2 separate regions of the Mus musculus genome follow, and region 2 is linked to region 1. The links are chromatin contacts, called in public HiChIP or PLAC-seq maps. All regions are on one chromosome and are shown on one strand. Each heading gives the region's core, a stretch centred on a gene start, on an enhancer-like site or on the middle of the called end of the contact. The rest is flanking DNA. Distances are from core to core; before and after follow the strand shown. Region 1 overlaps Medag (mesenteric estrogen dependent adipogenesis). Region 2 holds the start of Hsph1 (heat shock 105kDa/110kDa protein 1).

What was found. HiChIP or PLAC-seq counts read pairs in DNA pulled down with a chosen protein or histone mark.
Region 2: an H3K4me3 HiChIP or PLAC-seq map of the SCID.adh cell line shows a contact between it and region 1, with 19 read pairs. The contact joins the promoter of Hsph1 here to the enhancer-like site in region 1. A contact is called at or near these places in 1 of 39 promoter capture datasets (neural stem cells), 2 of 484 Hi-C or Micro-C datasets (the G1E-ER4 cell line and muscle stem cells), 2 of 115 datasets of contacts at active chromatin or transcription factors (the SCID.adh cell line and pancreatic cancer cells) and 3 of 9 other capture datasets (adipose tissue, liver and pancreatic islet).

What each region holds. Positions count from the first base shown.
Region 1 is chr5:149,427,294-149,430,827 of GRCm38.p6, reverse strand. It overlaps Medag (mesenteric estrogen dependent adipogenesis), which reads right to left. Exons shown (of 5, transcript NM_027519.4): 4 at 3,322-3,534; 5 at 1-1,041. The coding sequence ends at 917. Among named protein-coding and RNA genes, the nearest start is that of Tex26, 11 kb to the left of the region's middle. Within about 2 kb of position 1,962, at least 182 of the 459 cell types and tissues checked have an H3K27ac peak or open chromatin away from gene starts, as enhancers often do. A contact at or near this core is called in the G1E-ER4 cell line, the SCID.adh cell line, muscle stem cells and 1 more, where this site is marked.
Region 2 is chr5:149,634,951-149,638,812 of GRCm38.p6, reverse strand. It overlaps Hsph1 (heat shock 105kDa/110kDa protein 1), which reads left to right and starts at 2,498. Exons shown (of 18, transcript NM_013559.2): 1 at 2,498-2,843. The coding sequence starts at 2,737.

The sequences.
Region 1 (3,534 bases), core at 713-3,212:
GGCCTTGAACTCCTGATGTAGCCAAGGGTGGTCTTGAACTCCTCATTCTACTTCCTCCACCTCCCGAGTGCTAGAATTACAGGCACCAGGCCCGGCCACTCACGCAAACTTTTATATGTGGATTGGATCATTTTTTTCCCCTTTCAGTGAATCCCACTGGAGCTGTGGGGCAGAAAGCGCCCTGATGTCCAGTGTACCATGGTAATGGCTTAGTTTCCCTGGGCTCTTTTTCTCATATTAAGATTGTTAAAGTGTATTTCAAACACCAACTACTACGGTGTACCTGTAGGGAGGAGGACCCTCCCTTGTCACTGGTTGATTGGCACCCCACCTGGCTTTACATTTCAGGGAGGGCTCATCCTGGTGGCCTGCAGAGATCCTTCAGCAGCCAGTATCTTGAATGTTCATTCCAGTGGCAGGTTGGACATCAGATTTGTTTCCCAGGGAAATATCAGTACTGGCTTTACCTGACATATTTGCAAGAGAAGAGTTTAGCCCCAAGGCTTGCTGGGGCTGCTGGCTGCAGAGGGCCATTCTGTGATCCAGGATACATCACAGGTTAGCATCCCAGTCAGATGCCTCCCACAGAGGTTGCCAGGAGGGTCTTCAGAGTGCCAGGGTACTAAGCAAAGTTCATGGGTGCTTGGTTACCCCTGAAAATTCCTCAGAGAAGTGTTCAATGTCAATGACACCCTATGCCACAGAGACAAAATCCTTCCATCCCATAATCATAACCTTGACGGAAGCCACTGGGCCTGCCAGTGCCTAGGGATGGGAAAGGGGGTCCTCTATAGAACCTTGGAGGGCCAGAGGCTGGCAAAGGGATAGAAATGTCCACTCCCTGCCTTCTTTTACCCCTTTAACCCACTGTGTGCCACAGACCCCCAAAGGGCGACAGCTTGAATGTTCAGACCAATCAGATAAGTTGGCTGGATGTCTCTTCACATTCCAGAAGACTTGGAAATGAGAATTCTGCCAAAAGTGGTTCTGTAACCGATGATCTGGGTGACAGATTGCAGTTGAAAACGTCATCTATTGAACCTAAAAACACAGTAAATAAGGCATTCATTTAACCATCACTACAGAAAGAAAGAGTGTCTCTGAAACTCATCCAAAACAGCCATTTCAGCAATTAGCAGGGAATCCTGGCTTCCACGGGGACACTCAAAAACTAAGCAGAAGTGCATTGATTTCTGCTTATCTGTGCTATGACTGTTGGCTGGGTGTGATGGCACACACCTTTAATCCCAGCACTCAGGAGGCAGAGGTTGGTGGATCTCTGTGAGTTTGTGGCCAGCCTGGTCTACACAGCAAGTTTCAGGCTAGCCAGGGAGGGCTACATAATGAGACTCCTTCACAAACAAACAACAACAAAAATATTGATGGGCATTCAGGGCGTTATAACCACTTTCCATTGGGCTGGAGACCTGAAGTACAGCAGCACATATTGGGAAAGGGATGCTTGAGACACAGGCCAGGGTCAGGGGTCAGGAGTCAGGGGTCATGGGTCAGGAATCAGATTCTGACTGTTGGTTGGTTTACTCATCTTGCAGGACTGAGGAAGAAAACAAGGGCTTCCCACATGAGGAGCAAGGACTCTTCTACTGAGCCACACTCCCAGCTAGAGATCAGATTCTGAAGTGGACAGAACCAGGTTGGCAGTCAGTCTAAGGGCTGCATGCCAGGCTTGGCAGCCTGCCAGTGCAACAGGTGTGCCTAGCTGTGCTTTCTGCAATGGCAGCCAATCCCAGGGGGCCGTCTTCTCCATGGCTCACCCTAGATCTGGCTCAGGGGTGACTTTCTAGGGAATGTGACACTTTGTTACCCTGTGTGCCCTAGTGGAAACCCTAAGCAGATACAGAGGCAGAAGGGGGAATCACAATGAAACAGGAAGGCTGTTCAAGAAGCTGGGGCCAGTGGGTGAGACTGAGAACCCAGCAACAGTAGCACAGCCAAAGCAAGGTAAGCCCGCCCACAAAGCTTTTGTTTGTAGCAGGCAGAGAGAGGAGGTTGGGAGGTGAGCAGAACAGAGCCTGAAATGGAGGAGAGAAACAGACTCAGAGAAAGAAAAGCAACAGAAAGAAGAAGGGACATTCCCAGAAGTGGAGGAAGGGAGAAAAGGACACAGACAATTTTCAGGGGGAAGAAAAAAAAAAAGCGCCTGACTTTTGCTGCACACAAAGGAAGAAAGAGCTGCCACTAAATACAGTTAATCCAGACCGTTGACATCTGCTCTGCAGAACACTACAGGGGCCCTGAGCTGGCAGTTGCTGCAAACAGCCACCAGAGCCCTAATCCAGGAAGTGCTCTGGGGCCCCCTGGACTAGCTAACCCTCTGAGAGCAGCTCACGAGGAGGAAGCCATCTGTCTGAGCCACAAAGCCTAGAGCCCACCATATGCCATGTGCGTTCGTTATCTGAAACCTTCCTAGGAGTTATCCTTGCAGTATCTAGGAACCCTTCCGAATATACTGTTAAGACAGAGACCACGGCCACTGAGACATGTAAGCTGGCTGCCGGCTCTGTTTCCTGAGTTCATGTGAAGGTAACGGGGGAGCCAGCCCTCTTCCAAGTAGTTTAAACCTCATGTGCTGAAGTGAGCATAGTCGTTTAAATTAATAATTTTTCACAATAATTTCAGGTTCCCCTCTGCTTTGGCTGATTATATAACTGCTATATCAGAAAATTTAGGGAGCTTACAAGAAAAACTCACTATGCCTTTCTTCCTTTTTCTTTTCTTTTTCCTTTTCTCCTCTTTCCTTTTTATCGGAAACAGGACTCCCCCCCGCCCCCCTGTGTTGCCTAGGCTGGCCTCAAACTCCTGGATTCATCTCATCCTCCAGTCACACCCTTGCTGCAGTCTCACAACCAGCTGGAATACAGGTGCATGCCTCTGTGCCCAGCTGGAATACAGGTGCATGCCCCTGTGCCCAGCTGGAATACAGGTGCATGCCCCTGTGCCCAGCTGGAATACAGGTGCATGCCACTGAGCCCAGCTGGAATACAGGTGCATGCCACTGTGACCAGCTCCTCCTTCAGGCTAACAAACACCTCTTAGTCCTTCCTTCCCAAGTTGGAGGTACCAGGTTTTTTGGTTCTGTTTTTAACTCACTATCTGAGACTTGCTGTGTAAACCAGGCTGGCCTTGAACTCAGAGACCAACTGGCCTTAGCTTCTAAGTACTGGGATCAAAGGCATAGACCAGGGTATAAATCACTGTTCTTTCTGGTAAAGAGGCTGGTCTCTGGCATTTCAGTTAGTGGCTTTTATTCTACCCTTTGAGCTAACCACTTTCCCCACACCCTGAGAGTTTATGACCTACCTCTAGATGTGACGCTAAATTTCCGATCAGAGAAACTACTCCTTCGTATTAGAGGTTCACTCATTTTTTCCAGAAATAACTTGATTGTTTCTTTCTTTTCTGGGTTCGTACTTGTCAAGTTCAGAACCTTTCCGTGCACTTTTACGGTGGAATTGCTGAGCCCAAACCAGTAGAAGAAATCAAACAGGGCATCTGCCTTGAATTCGTAGGTGA
Region 2 (3,862 bases), core at 1,249-3,748, 210 kb before region 1:
AGATCAATGAGCACACAGCACAACAGAGTGAGGCTAACAGAGAACGACAAACACAGGGCTTCTTACGGCCTCTCGAGAATGAACTCACTCCACATAAGCAGATAGGGGAGCTGGTTAAAAACACAGAAGACAAGATAGCCACACATCCGAGCCTCCACAAGAGGCAAGGCTGCAGTTCTGTCCTTGGGCTTGAATGATCCTTCTTAAAAATCTACAGAACGCTCATTCACATAGGAGATGTCTTATTTACATCCAGTCCTTCCAAAACCCCAGAGAGGATGGGTGTTACTGACATTTTACAGGTTAGCTCAGCATTACACACATTAAGTACAATTACATGGTAATTACATGGTTAGTGTTTTGTGTAAGTTTTTGATCATTATAAAACCCCATGAGAGAGTACACAGGAAGGGCTGGTAATTACCAGTTTGCATAGCCCTCGAATTAATAAGAACAGGGAGAACACACACCCATGAAGTCCAAATTTGGGTGCTGTATTTTATATAATGCATATTAGCAATAAGTGCTAAGATTTGAACCTGACCTAAATCTGTCCAGGTCCACATCTCTCCGCAGTTTATTTATATAAACATATAAAGTATGGGAAGCAAATCAAATAATTTAGAGGTCATCTTTGTTTAAAAAAAAAAGCTATGATTCTAGTAATTTTTAAAAAGTTTTTGGCTGGAGAGATGGCTCAGTGGTTAAGAGCACCGATTGTTCTTCCGAAGGTCCTCAGTTCAAATCCCAACAACCACATGGGAAAAAAAAAAAAAAAAAAAAAAAAAAAACTAAAGGGAAAACTGGTCAACCTCATATTCTGCTGGGTGGTGGTGGCCCACGCCTTTAATCCCAGCACTTGGGAGGCAGAGGCAAGCAGATTTCTGAGTTCGAGGCCAGCCTGGTCTACAAAGTGAGTTCCAGGACAGCCAGGGTTACACAGAGAAACCCTGTCTCGAAAAAACCAAAAAAAAAAAAAAAAAAAAAAAGAGTTTTCATATACTTAAAAAAAAGCCGGGGTGGTGGAGGTTTCAGAGACACAAAATGAAAAGAATGCCAACAAACATATTTCAAATTTAAAAACGCAGCTGCTCTGGGATAGCGTTGGTTCTTCTCCCATTTTAAATAGTTATGCTAGCAGGTGAAATAACTTAAGTGGCAAGCCGATCAATCACCACGAATAAAACTTACTCTGCAATTTGTATAGAAAGCTCCCATTTAAGCAACCCCACTTGTCCTACGGGAAGAGGCATACTTCAGGAGTTAGTTTTTAACCCTGGGCCCCAACTCTTCATTCAATTACACACTTATTTAGCAGCGCACGTTTTAATTGTGCATATTTCCATATTCTAGAGGGTACACACGGGGTTTTCAGGCAAACTTTGACGTTTTTTTTAACGGTACATAAGAATTGAAAGCAGGAGCCAGCAGCATCCACCTCTGCTTTCTCTTCATGGAACCTAAGCTTACTTTCCAAGGAAAGAAAATGAAAGGTTAGATTAAACAAGGAATAAACCATACACCCATTTATTAAACCATATTATTAGCCATTACATTAAATCATAACCTTATGGTTAGGAGTGGCAGGGTTAAACAAAGTCGGCTTAAACTAGTATCCAAAATATGCAAAACCCTGTCGGCAAAACACCAGCAGCTTCCCAAATTGCATAGCAATCAAAAGTTTTCATTTAAGAAGAAGAAGAAGAAGAAGAAGAAGAAGAAGAAGAAGAAGAAGAAGAAGAAGAAGAAGAAGAAGAAGAAGAAGAAGAAGAAGAAAACCCTTCTGTGTTTTATTCTGCAACAATCTTGCCAGCGGACAAATGTCTACAAAATATAAACCGCGTTTGCGGCTTATCCTGACGCCCCTAAATCGCAATCCATTAGCTGTTGAAAAAACAAGCAAGAACGGAACACAGAACAAAGCATACACCAGAGAAAGAGCGCGAATCGGCAGCAGCCAGCTGGGCCTCTTTTTACTGAGCCCTTAAGACAAAGCAGGATCGTGGCACGCACCACGGGCTGGACTACATATCCTAGCATGCAAAGCACCGAGGCCTCACCACTGGACTGCGTTTCCCAGCATGCAAGGCGCTAGGGTCTCCCGGCCAGACTACGCTTCCCGACATGCTCTCTGCCAACAGCAAGTTCGTGACCGGAGAGGCCTGGGGTCCCGGAGTAGTGTGTTCTTTCTCCGTCCTTTCAATAGTTTTTCGGCGTCGGGAGCCGGACACTGCCACCGGAGTCACCACTTAAGCGACAGAAGTTCCCGACCGGTTATTCACTGGAGTCAACTGGAACGAAAACTGCCCCTCAGGCTGGGGAGGGCGGGATGGAGGCCGGGCAAGCTCGGTCAGTTTTAGCCAATGGCGCCCGAGCAGCTGCCCTGTCACCATGGCAACTCAGGCCGCCCGCGGAGGGACCAGCAGTCCATTGGGTAGAATCTTTCTCGAAGGCTCGAGAAGAAGGAAGCGGAAGTGGCACGTGGAGGCGCCGGTGAGTAAAATGCTGCAGATTCTGGAAAGTTCTCCTCAGTAGGCTACATAAGGCTGAGCGATTGGGACCTCCCCTTTTGGATTGGTAGCTGAGCGGCGGCGGCTGCGTGAGAGAGGCGGGCGGCGGAGAGCGGTGGCAGAGACTGAGCGCAGTCTTGCAGGGTAAGCCGGAGGCATCTTCCCGACTGGTCGGGAGCAGGACGAGCACGCAGCGGACCCGAGGCGGAGGCGGACCGGGCCAGCCATGTCGGTGGTTGGGCTAGACGTAGGCTCACAGAGCTGCTACATTGCGGTGGCGCGGGCCGGGGGCATCGAGACCATCGCCAACGAGTTCAGCGACCGCTGCACCCCGTAAGTAGGAGCCTGGGTGGCCGGGGAGGGCTGGAGCTCGCTGCTTCCCGAGGGAGATGGTGGGTCCGGGGATTCCGGGAACCGTGACACCCCGCGACCACCTGGTCCCGCTGGCCTTCCAGGCTCGCCCCCGACTCCCCACTCAGCTTCTTCAAGCTGGCACCGGCTCCCACCTCAGCTAGGATCTCGGCAGAGCCTGGGCAACAGAGCCTTTTCCTCCGCATGGTGAATCTCCAAATGACCTAGAAGGTTCCAGAGCCTGTGCGCCGCTGCTTGCCTAGGGAGCGAGCGGACTGTTGTTAGCGACCACAGAAACACGCTATGGTGGAGGAATCCTCCGTCTCTGCGTCTCATCTACTCCTGATTTGTTAATATTGCCCTAGTGCCCCAATCGCCTTTTGGAAGCGTCCTTTTTAAAGCTCATTGTGAAAAACGTCCGTGAGAGTTTCCAGACCCAGAGTTCGTTTATTTTAACACCATTTAGAGTAAGCAGTACAAATTTAACATTGTTGTTGCTTAACACACTGCTGTGCAAAAAATTCAGTGGGGAAGATGGATTTTTTTGCTTCGGAATTAAATATTCTGCAGCAACGTGGGTGGGTAAACGGAAGCATGGTAAAAAGCAACTTTTTGAGGGGGTTAGTTTCTGAAGGTTACATATTAGAGGCAGTTAGACCTGCGTGTGCCTTCACCGACAACAGCTGTATGCTTTTTAAGGCAATCATTATAGGGCTTTTTCCCCCCATGTGCAAAGTCCAAGATAATAAATGTTAAACATCGAACCCAAAGGTAAAATCATTCCGACCTTATTAGAGGAACATTTATGAGTGAATAGGAGGAAGAAAGCCTTGCTAGGAACTTACTTTCTAAGCATGGGCTCCCTCTCTCACAAAGCCATGGTGCTCTGTGATTCGGCAATTAGTAGGAAGGCTGCCAGTCCTTCTTGCCCCCATCCTGTATGCTAAGCGCTTCTTCCTCTCTCTGCCTAAAAAGAGACAAAAGGTGTGTAGAGGAGAACA